Regions from separate parts of the Sus scrofa genome. Here region 2 is linked to region 1. A link is a contact called in public HiChIP or PLAC-seq data. All regions are on one chromosome and are shown on one strand. The core of a region is the stretch at or near the end of the contact, and the rest is flanking DNA. Distances in the headings are between cores, read along the strand shown.

Evidence for each region. HiChIP or PLAC-seq counts read pairs in DNA pulled down with a chosen protein or histone mark.
Region 2: a contact with region 1 is called in an H3K27ac HiChIP or PLAC-seq map of alveolar macrophages. The contact joins two enhancer-like sites. A contact is called at or near these places in 5 of 47 Hi-C or Micro-C datasets (blood, liver and skeletal muscle) and 1 of 2 datasets of contacts at active chromatin or transcription factors (alveolar macrophages).

The regions. Positions count from the first base shown.
Region 1 is chr13:92,438,021-92,443,788 of Sscrofa11.1, forward strand. No RefSeq gene overlaps it. Among named protein-coding and RNA genes, the nearest start is that of MBNL1, 51 kb to the right of the region's middle. Within about 2 kb of position 2,536, at least 11 of the 83 cell types and tissues checked have an H3K27ac peak or open chromatin away from gene starts, as enhancers often do. A contact at or near this core is called in alveolar macrophages and liver, where this site is marked.
Region 2 is chr13:92,614,608-92,620,230 of Sscrofa11.1, forward strand. All of the region lies in intron 3 of MBNL1 (muscleblind-like protein 1), which reads left to right. Among named protein-coding and RNA genes, the nearest start is that of MBNL1, 130 kb to the left of the region's middle. Within about 2 kb of position 1,319, at least 30 of the 83 cell types and tissues checked have an H3K27ac peak or open chromatin away from gene starts, as enhancers often do. A contact at or near this core is called in alveolar macrophages and liver, where this site is marked.

The sequences.
Region 1 (5,768 bases), core at 1,286-3,785:
ACCTTAGGAGAAGAATCCATTGCAAGGAATTTCATGGAGTTCCCTTTGTGGCTCAGCAGGTTAAGAACCTAACTAGTATCCAGGAGGATGTGGTTTCAATCCCTGGCCTCGCTCAGTGGGCTGGGGGATCCAGCATTGCCATGAGCTGTGGTGTGGGTGACAGACATGGCTCGGATCTGGCATTGCTGTGACTGTGGCATAGGCTGGCAGCTGCAGCTCTAGTTCAACCCCTAGCCTGGGAACTTCCATGTGCTGCGGGTGCCAGAGCCATAGCAACTCAGGATCCGAGCCATGTCTGCGACCTACACCACAGCTCAGGGCAACACCAGAGCCTTATCCCAATGAGCGAGGCCCGGGATCAAACCAGCAACCTCATGGTCCCTAGCCAGGTTCGTTAACCACTGCTCCACGATGGGAACTCCTCATATTTATTTCACATTGACAAGTTATGTGAAAATCTGAAAAAGCTCAGGCCCTACTTCGTGTTTATGTTTGATGTTACAAATAGATGGAGGAGACAAGCCTCTGCCCTGTACAGCAAAAAGTTGCTGACATCAAATATGTCCATACAATATAGACATGCCACTCAAGAGTCTTAAGCATTTACATTCTTCTTCAATCCTCTGTTACCTTAAGGACCTGGTTTGGGGGAGTTTCTGATTGTTTTGATTGTTTTGGTTATGTTTTTGCTTTTGTTTTGGTTTTGCTTTTAGTTTTCAATCTATAGAGTGAGTCACAGCTTCCTAAGTAAAGAGAAGATTAAATTGTTAATGTTTAAAAAGAACACTAAATTTAAGTACTCTGCTCACCTTCCTGGAAGTCTTAAGGGTGTGGTAAACAGGGAATGGATTAGGGGAAGGTCATAAAGGCACAGAGGCATGCTTTGAGTGTCATTTTGTGAGATTGTTGCAGAAATGAGCCCTCCCTGCATAGGCTAAACTGAGACATTGCAAAGTTGCTGAAAATGCCCCTAAGAAGGTCAAGATGTCAAACATGCAGTAAACAAGAGGTGGATCTTGGGTTAGGGTCATGGTTTATGTCAAAAGACCTGAGTGCTCACTTTGATTCAGCTGTAACCATCCGTAACACAGATTCTCAAAATGGAGCACATATATCTGGATGAAATATAGAAACATAGACTGCTGAGTCCTGTCTGCAGAGTCTGTGATACAGTAGGTCTGGGTTGAAGCCCAAGAATTTTTAGCATATCTTCAGGTAATGTCAGTATTTCTGATGAGACCACTGAAGAGGAGTATATGAAATCCAGGACCATGTAAGGAAAGTAAATGTGAGGAACTGCCACAATAAAACATGAAAGAGCTTGCAAGAGAGAGAGAGATGCTCTGTATGGAGCATTCACATTGGAAAGAAAATAATAATAGTAAGAGTAATGGTAATCATTGTAATAAATGCTATTCTAGGTAAACTAAAAGAATATGAGCCTGATTCATCCTGTTTGCTTCTTGAACTTGAAGATCTCATAGGGTCCTTCTGTATAATATTAAGATTCTAAATACTCCAATTACAAACTTGATTATGACTTTATTAAATTTAGTCTCTACATCTTGATAGCAGAAAACTTAAGTTCATAGGGGGAAATGACTATGGGAAAACTACTGTGAAACATCTCAACAAGACATGCTTTTTAAAAATAATTGCATGCACTTAGGAATTTATGGGTAGGCTTCCACCTGCTAATGGAAACTCAGGAGCAACTAATATAAGTCATTGGCAATGAGTGGCTTGCTGTAATAAGTACCCAGTTGTTGGGATGCAAGGAAAAGTAACCAACATTTATTAGGTGCCTATGGTGTGTTACGATCCCTTCTAGGTACCCTTTGAATGTTGTTCTCATTTATCTTTACAATCACTGCATAAGACAGTATCATTAAAACGTTTTATAGTCAAGGGGTCTGAGACAGAAAAATTAGAAAACTTGCCCAATGTTACATATTTAGTAAATGTGAGATTTGAGTACTAAGGTCTGAGTTACTTAGATGACCATTTTGGTTTTTATTACATCACTGGCTTTCTCTCAGCTGGAGAATTGAGAACATGGAAAGGGTTGTCTGCATTAAACCACCCTTGTTCTACTTTCCAATCTGAAAGTAAAATTACCGAATTCCCCTTTTTCTTACAGTCAAATACCACAGTCACCACTGTCCTAGAAGAAAGATTATCTGTTTATGTATTTCATCAAAATACTCTGGAGAAAGTGGGGTAAAATGCAGAGAACTGAATTTTTAGGGCCCAACTAACCTAGATTTAAATCCTGTGTTCATTGCTTTTGCCATTCTACTTTCCTGGGTATGTGAATAATCAGACAAATTTGATATAACTAAGAATTAAATGACACAAGCATAATCCCTGCCATTTTGCAGATGTTACAGAAATATTACTTTCTTCTGCTTTGCTCTGAGTAATGTTATAAGCCAAAACGCTCAGAAAACGTTTTTACCACTTGTTACGGACTCTCTTGTTTTTCTCGATAGTCCCTTATCTTAACTCGTTGACTTTTATTTCCTGTGCCACTGGTCTCTTCCGCTTTGCAATGCCTCTAATCTTTTACCAAGCAAAAAATGTCTTTTGTCTCATTACCTCCTTAGAAAATACATACTCACCAAGATCTGAACTTTCCCAGGAGAAACAATGCTGTCTGAATGTAAATTTTAAGCAATCTGAAATTGCACATGCATGATTATACTTCATAATTTCATTTTTTTGTATTTATATTCTTTTAAAATTAGTTTTAATCTTTCCTGATAATAAAAATAAGCATGCAAATAAATAAATAAATAAATAAATAAATAAATAAATAAATAAAATTTTGAGAAGGGAGTTCCCATCATGGCTCAGCAGAAATGAATCTGACTAGCATCCATGAGAACACAGGTTTGATCTCTGGCCTCGCTCGGTGCTAAAGATCCAGCGTTGCTGTGAGCTATAGTTTAGGTTACAGACACAGCTTGGATCTGGCATTGCTGTGGCTGTGGTATAGGCCAGCAGCTACAGCTCTGATTTGACCCCTAGCCTGGAAACCTCCATATGCCACAGGTGCAGCCCTAAAAAGACAAAAATAATAAAAATAAACATCTAAGTGTAGAAAATGCTAAAAAATACAGACATTTGTTTTAAAAAGCAAGAGCCTACAAAATTCTGCAATCCAGGAATAAACCTACATTTTCAATATTCTCAAATATTTTCTCACAGGATTGCACTTTATGTATGTGTGCATGTATGTATGTGTGTGTGTCTGTGTGTGTTTGTGTGTGTTTATAACTGGGATCTTATAGCTTATTTCACTTAGAATATCATGTTCTCTTTCCTTTGCCATTATAAAATAATTTAATAACATAGTTTTTAATGGTTGCATGTTTCATTATATAGCTATCCCTACCTTTTTACTTGTTTGTTTATAACCCCCCATGAAAGGAGCCATGATAAAAATATCATTCAAATTAAGGTATAATACATGTTCAACCTCACAATGGTTTACATAATAATTTGGAGAAAGAGTGTACACCTAGGATTTGGCAACAGAATAATTAAGTATAATAACAAAAATTTAGTATCACTGAGTCACTCAGGAATGGTTTTATAATTTCATGTTATATATTGTTATTAAAACTCTCATAATATTTTGAACAGACATGACATTTTTGTTATTTTCTAGAAGGCAATCGTTTTCTATAAATATCGGTTGGAGGAGTTCCCGTTGTGGCTCAGTGGTTAGTGAACCCAACTAGCATCCATGAGGACGCGGGTTCGATCCCTGGCCTAGTTCAGTGGGTTAAGGATCCAGCGTTGCTGTGAGCTGTGGTGTAGGTCACAAATGCAGCTGGGATCCCCCGTTGCTGTGGCTGTGGTGTAGGCCAGCAGCAACAGCTCCGATTGGACCCTAGCCTGAGAACTTCCACATGCCCTGGGTGCAGCCCTAAAAATAAATAAATAAATAAATAAATATCTGTTGGAGTAAATGAAAATATAAATGACTTTAGTATCTTTATGTTTCTATGATATAAAGAGTATTTTTCAATAACGGAATTACTGGCTCCTAATCTTACACAAAATATACATGGTAGATGGATAGACGCTTATATACTCACTAAAAGTAGGAAATTCCAGATTTTTAAATTGTAATTATTTTGTTTCATATTCAAATTTCTCTATTTACTCTTTATTCATACCTGCTATATTAATTCATGTAATTTTTTCATTCAATACTCTTAAATTGTCTAATCTTCAAAATGAAGGCAATTGAATTAGATAATTTCTTAGGCTCATAACAGCCCTAAAATCATGACTTTCTGTATTCTACAAGGTTAATTAGTATGGTTTTTAAAAATCAAAGCATAATTAAATCATATTAGGTTCCTCTTTCTGAGATGGGAAAGGATGTGCTTTAAAAGCCTTGTTAGATTTTTTTCAGACATAGTATTATATATCAGTTATATTAAAACTTTAGAAATTAGAAAATTGATAAAATACCAGGGTTAACTATCACCACTGATTATATAGAACTATATTGTGTTTCCATACTTCTTTATAATGATCATTATTAAATACTTAGTGAAGTCTAAGCAAAATAGTCTATAAAGAGAGTAAATCTGGCCAGTGACCAAAGTCTAATTATAAAGAACTTCAATTTAACACACTGTTGTACAAATAAGTGTAGACACAAAACATGCATTTTAAAAAAAAGAGAAATGCCTACTTGCTTTAAAAAAAAATTCCTATTATCAGAGCACCATTAGTTTTAACAAAACACCCATTTCAGTAAGAAACAGTGAATGAAAATATTCCTATATCTCATAAGATAAAGGATTACATAGGAAAAAATGCATTATTCAGAATTTCAATAGTTTAAAATATTTGATATTGTAGATTATTTTGGTTAGCCCATAAATACATTCCATAAAAAGTTATTTTTGAGGAGTGTTCAGGAGCTGCAGTCTTACCAGTATGAAAGCACATTATATGTGTTTTCTTGTTAGCAATGCCCCTTTGGCTTCTTCTTGACTCTTTTACCTAAATCAATTTTTGCTTTCTTTATTTATATGCAAACAATGCCAATACATTTTGTCAAAACCTAAGAGATGGGTAGTTAGAACTTTTGTTGGACTCGTGTAGATAAGGACATGGTTTATTGCTTCCCCTTCTCCTGCTCATGGCTTATGTTGCTGGGGCCTGGAGGTGTGGTCAGAGTCTCCAAGGAGACCACCAGAGGATCACTTCAAATGTGGCTAAAACCAATATGGCTTCTACTCTTCATTCCTATTTTTAAAATTGCTCAAACTTTTTCAAGAAATGTGTAGAAACATGTTTGAGGCATAGCATGCTTCTCTTATTTTGCTGATAAAGAGTCTCTGGCATTAGCCAAACATACTTCTTGGAATAGCAACCGTTTTTAATGGCAAGCTACCATGTCCTCTAACAAAAACCTTCCCTTCGCATTTTTCTCTAAGCAATTTGTTTATTTCCATGTTAGTGTTTACTTCTTTCTTTACAAAAGGCTAAAATGCCTAGCATTTTGACAAAGTGAACTAATTTTATTTTGGGGGGGGTTCTAATTTATTTAAAACAAGCAAAAAATATGTTGAATGCATGAACTTTCAGTTTCATATCAGTTGATATTCCAGATCTCCTTTTATAGGAACTAATGTTTCTGAAGGTATGAAGAGGCCGCCATTTCAGTAATAAAAATAAATAAGAAGAAAGCATGGTCATTTACTATTTTCAACTACTAAATTTGTGATGAAGAATCAAAA
Region 2 (5,623 bases), core at 69-2,568, 180 kb after region 1:
TATTCATCTATTAATAGTTTGAAGTAAAATATGGAATTATGTTTTCAAAAGTTTTTTTTTTTAATTTCAGAAACAATTTTTAAATTAATGACTAAAAGATTTGATTTAAAATATAAAATATAGATTTCTTGTTCTTCAGACTCTACTCTGTTAAACTGTTCAGATATATACAAATATTTGACTCAGATTACTTGGAAAATATTCTCACATGTTGTCTGGAAGGAATATAAATTGAACTGCACTTTAATTGTTTATCTCTACTGTTGTCCTCTTTTGTTTAATACGGTGATATAATTCTAACTTTTCAGTTGGAATATCTTAAATTAGAGATTCTTTGAAAGTGCTGTTGTTATTTGTGGTTCTCACCTGAAATATGAAGCTGTTTTAAAAGCAGAATGAAATGTTTACAGTAGATAAGACTTGCTGACTAATAGTTGTTGGAAACTTTCCATTTGTCAAGTTGTTATGTAGATGATCGTATATTAGATCTAGCTGAGAGGCGAGCCAAAAACCCAAGGAATCTAAAATAACACTTTGTTGGCAAATAGTTTGTTTTTAGGGATGAGAACTTGTGAAGAATGAGGAAGCATAGGCTCTTGCCTTCTAAGATGGACCATATTCTGCCTATGGAATGTGTATCTCTCCCAATAAACCTGCTTTCACTTAAAAAAAAAAAAAAAAAGAATGCAGCATCATATTATTTGTCCCAGTTACACCTCTTAGCAGATGATCTGAGGGGGAGAGCCCTATGTATCTTCTTGGAGAGCTCTGCCTCTGCTGCTTCACCTTGGGGTCTTCATGACAATTGATTCTCCTTTTCTTCTGGTGTGTTCCCCTTTACTCACTTCCTCTTCTCTCTTATCTTCCCTTTTCCTCTCTTTCTCTAGACTCATAATGTGATTTGAGGGTGGGGGCTGTGGCGGGTGATTCACACACCAACTTCCTGCTACTTTAATACAAAACCCCAAAGCCATGGCAGTGAAAAAATACAACAGTAACTGTGCGGCTTTGCCATGTGGTTGAAAGACTTGCATTTTGAGTAAGAAGTTGTTAATAATGGTTATTCGTTCCTTTCTTCAAAGATGTCTTTTCTTTTGACAAGATGACATTTTGCTATTTTTAATAGAATTATGTTCAGATATGATGCTTTTAAACATTAAATTGGCCAGGTCTTTTTTCTTATGTGGGTGAGCCTTTGAATCTGGGTTGATTTAAAAGTATCCACTCTTCTGCTAGAATCAGGCAAGAGGCCATCTGCAGAGACTTGAATTTGTAACCAGTGTGGAAGATGCAGAGTAGCTAGAAGAGTGGTTAGAGAGCCCAAGTTAAGAAGTTTAAAACCTGACACCTCCATTACCAGCCACATGCCTGTTTGCTGATTACTTAACTTGTCTGTGTTTCAGTTTCATCGTCATTTATGTGGAGGTAGTAAGAGTGCCTACTCAATAAGATTGTAAGTCTTAAATGAGCTAATAGTATGTGAGCTAATAATATGTAAAGCTTCACATACTTTATATAAGATGATAAATATTGGTTGTCATTGTGTCAAAAGACAAATTATTGATGGAAATAAAACTTATATTTGGAGGTCACATTCATGATTCAGAATCTGGCAGGAACTTGTTTAGAATTATTTAACATTGAATAAATGAAGTACTCTTCTACAGTGCCTTAAATTTCTTTTAAAATCAGAACTACCACATTAGTTATTATTTGATACAATGTACAGCTGTCAAATTCTGGGAACAAGGAGAGTATTTTAAGACTATTTCATCTGCTCTTGCTATCCAAATGAGATGTAGAAGTGCACGTGTTCCTATAATATTTATCAGTTTTAAATTATTCTTTTTCATGATCCTAAACTTACATTTTACTACTTGGAAATAGGTATAATTTAATGCTTGTTTTTTAGTGCTGGTACATTTCCAAATTTACTTAAATGTTTAATAGTATATTCCTACCTGTTTTTTATGTAATAACTAAACAGCTTTTTGCAGAACTATTTTATTTTATTTTTTGGCTACACCCATAGCATTTGGAAGGTTCTGGGCTCGAGATCAAACCTGTGTCACAGCAAGATCTGAGTTGTTGCAATGACAACACTGGATCCACAACCCACCGGGCCACATGAGAACTCCACAAAACTGTTTTTCAGTGTGGCTATATCACTGCTTCTTTCTATAAAAGATTTCTTCTTTGAAAAATCTGGAAGCTTCTTATTGTTCCAATAATATCAAGAAATCATACCCAATATACTATGTTTTATCACTGAGTAACTTTAAAAAAGTGTGTTTGTAGTAAACAGAATGTCAACTGTGTTTTGATTATCCTGTATATTTAGCATATATTGAGTAACTTAAGACTGGGTTGGAAACAATGGCAATTAAATATAAAGACTTGTTTGGGAGGTTGCCACAGATGCTTCTGATAATTCACCTTGAATTTTGAAGAACATAGCAAATGGACAGAGTGTTCACTGAAGCAGGAATTCGTATACCTGTAGTTCTCATCCAACTGCAAATATGGTTATTTCATCAAAATATCTCATTTTTCTCCAACTAAAAATCATTAATATTGGGTTATTACAACATTTTCTCTTGTGTAGAAGTCAGCTATTCATGTATAGTAGCTTTTCTTGGAGGCTAAAATATTAAATTCATTTCAGCTTTTCTTTCAAACTATTATTTTGATTGTACTTTATACTTTTGGCAAGATGTAGTTTCCTTTCTTGGGATTATTTCAAATTGCTCAGAATTGTCTTCATTAAATTTATTGAGACACAGTTTTTCTAAATGACATTTTAATAATTGCTACAAATAAATAGAGATGAACCAGGAGGTTGTAGTAGGGTGGTTGGATTTGTTTTGTTGGTTGGTTTATTTTGTTTTCTGATTGTTTGTTTTGAGACATGTAAACTTTGTTTACTTTTAGGGTTTTTTTGTGGGTTTTTTTTTTGTGGTTTTTTTTTTTTTTTTTTTTTTGGTCAAAGATTCAGATTCAGTTGAGTTAAAGTACCCTGCCTCTGCTCCACCTGAATTGGTGAAGAATTCTAACTTCTTTGAGGTATACTGAGCCTAATGGCATAGGATGCTTAGCTTATAAGGAAATTAAAAACCTTCTAAATAGGTGTAATTTCTAAAAGTAAAACAGCTTAAAACCACAGACAGCTATTCCCAGCCTGGACAAGTTTATATTCTAAACCACAAAGGTCTATTCTGAAATATTTCTAGCTATGAAGGTTTTTATACTCTTGTTCCATCATACATTTCAGGTTGTATAACCTTGAGATCAAGAAATTTTCATTTACTATCCCTCACCTAGTGTGTTCTCTGTTTGAGAAGTCTTCTTTTGTTACAGAGTTGAAGTTTAAAAAATGCGTCAGAAAGTATAAAAATAGGAAGTGCCCACAAAATCCAGCATTAACAGTTGTAGAACATATTGGTCCCTGAATGCCTAAAAATACAGTGCCTGAAATGATTAGAGGAAGAAAATGGGGTAATTTAAGAATTTGACACTCTCCTCCTTTCCAAATTGCTCAGATTGGCTTCTTTTCTTGTATTTAAACTCTTCGAGTCTTTAGGTCTAACTGGCACAGAGCCAGAGAGAAAGGAGAGAAGGAAGAAAAGGGGAATGGAAAGGAAAACAAGAACATGAATGGAGGAATTTCAGATTATTAATTGATTACTAGGTATAAGCCTCTAGTGAAGTTTTGAAAGAGGTTATAGAGCTTTCTGCTTTATCATCCTTGCCCCTAAAGACTTGGCTAAATACATCCTCCATATTATGAGGTTGAATAAATAATATTTCAAATATGTTAGTACATTATTTTAAGCCCTTCACATGGAAATTACATTTTCACCTGCTATATTTTAATATGGCTTTTACACATTTTTCTGTATTTTTAAGAATAATTTATAGTGTTTATACACTTTAAATGTGTATATATTCCATTGCATATTTCTCTAAGCATTGAGTTACTGTTTTTTCTCTCTGAATATGTTTTTGCTTGGTGTTACAAAGGTAGACTCTGAATAATTAAGATGTTCATAAGTTTATTCCGAGTTTTTTTTTTTTTAATATACCAAGTTCTTATAATATTTGAGCAATGCACAGTAAATTCAAAAAGGGTTGGAGGTGAGCTAGAGTAAACTGGCTTTGTGTCAGAAAATAATTCCTTATTTTTAGACAACTCCAAATGACAAAAATCATACATCTTTCCCCAAACTAAGATTTTATAATAGATGGTTTTGTTATAACAAGTTTTATATTTACATTACTTTTACATAAAAGGCAGCTCTAAACTCTTCTCTTAAACAGAATTATTTGCAACAAAGCCTGGATTGGAAGATGAACACATCTGGATTTGAGGAAATGTGTTATAGATATAGGTATATGGGAAAGTAGCAGAAGTTTATTGGTTCCCTTACTAGAAATAGGTACTGTATGTGTACCCTGTACTTTAGGCTGGTTTTAGAAAAAGCCCAGGGCATATTGAATTAATGTGTATCCTTACTTACTAGAAAATAAAAATAAAAACAGGTTCTCCCCATAAATACACACTGTTTTCTTAAGAAAAATTGCTGTTTATAGTGTGAATATTTAAAATCCTAATATACCATAAAAAGAAGAAAGCATTTTGATTGGCTACTTATTGAAATATTATAACAGTAGATGAGGGAAATACGTTCTGTTTTGTTAGAAAATTGCTTATCAGACAATTCCCTTTGTAGATGATGTAGTATATTCTAGCAAACTTTAATTTAATTTTACTTTTCCACATCCTTATTTCTATCAAAACTGGTCTAAATTTAATATGCAAATATTCTTTCCATTCACTTATGTTAATTTTCATATGTATTTCTATGAAAGCTGTGTTTTTGTCTGATTAAAAAAATGTTATCTAGTTTAGCATTGTACATTGGTCAAGTGAAAAAAGACTAAAGTTTGTGTTCCTCTAAAATGCTTAGCTTTCTTTCACATTAATCAACCCAGTCAAAGAGTTTGAAGGGTTTAGTTATTTGATGTCAAATAATTATTTGATTGACTCATTTGGTTTTCAACTTCTCTTTTATCTTAACCTGCTTCAGTATAGGGATCATATTTTTTGAGGCCAGGGACATATTAAATATTTGGTATATTTGTCAATTGATTTAGAAACAACCTTTGTGTAACTAAGCAATCATAACATACTCCTTAGTTACCCCAAAGAAGGTATATTTAAACTTGTTTAGTAAGCAGAGGTGGTAATGTTTAATCAAGTAAGCAAATATAAGTATGAAATAGTTTGCCTTTAAACCCACTTGGCAGTAGAAAGAGCCAAATGTAAAACTAGCTGACTACACTTAGCCTGTTTGTCTTACGCAGGAGTTAAGCTGAATGCCTCTCAGACAATGATTGATTAAGGAAAGGAAACGTTTTTCTTTCCTAAATCATAATGGACATCGTAAGAGTACATTATGAATCTATGGTAGAATCCTTGTTCCTTGCTTGAGATGTTAAGCCACATAACATTTTTAAGAAGGGACAACAGCTGGAGAAATCGTACATTAGTAAGAGAAACTAGAGAGAGAATGGAAATGAGACTTTACTGCCCTTTTCCTGAAGCTTCAAGTCATTTGAAATG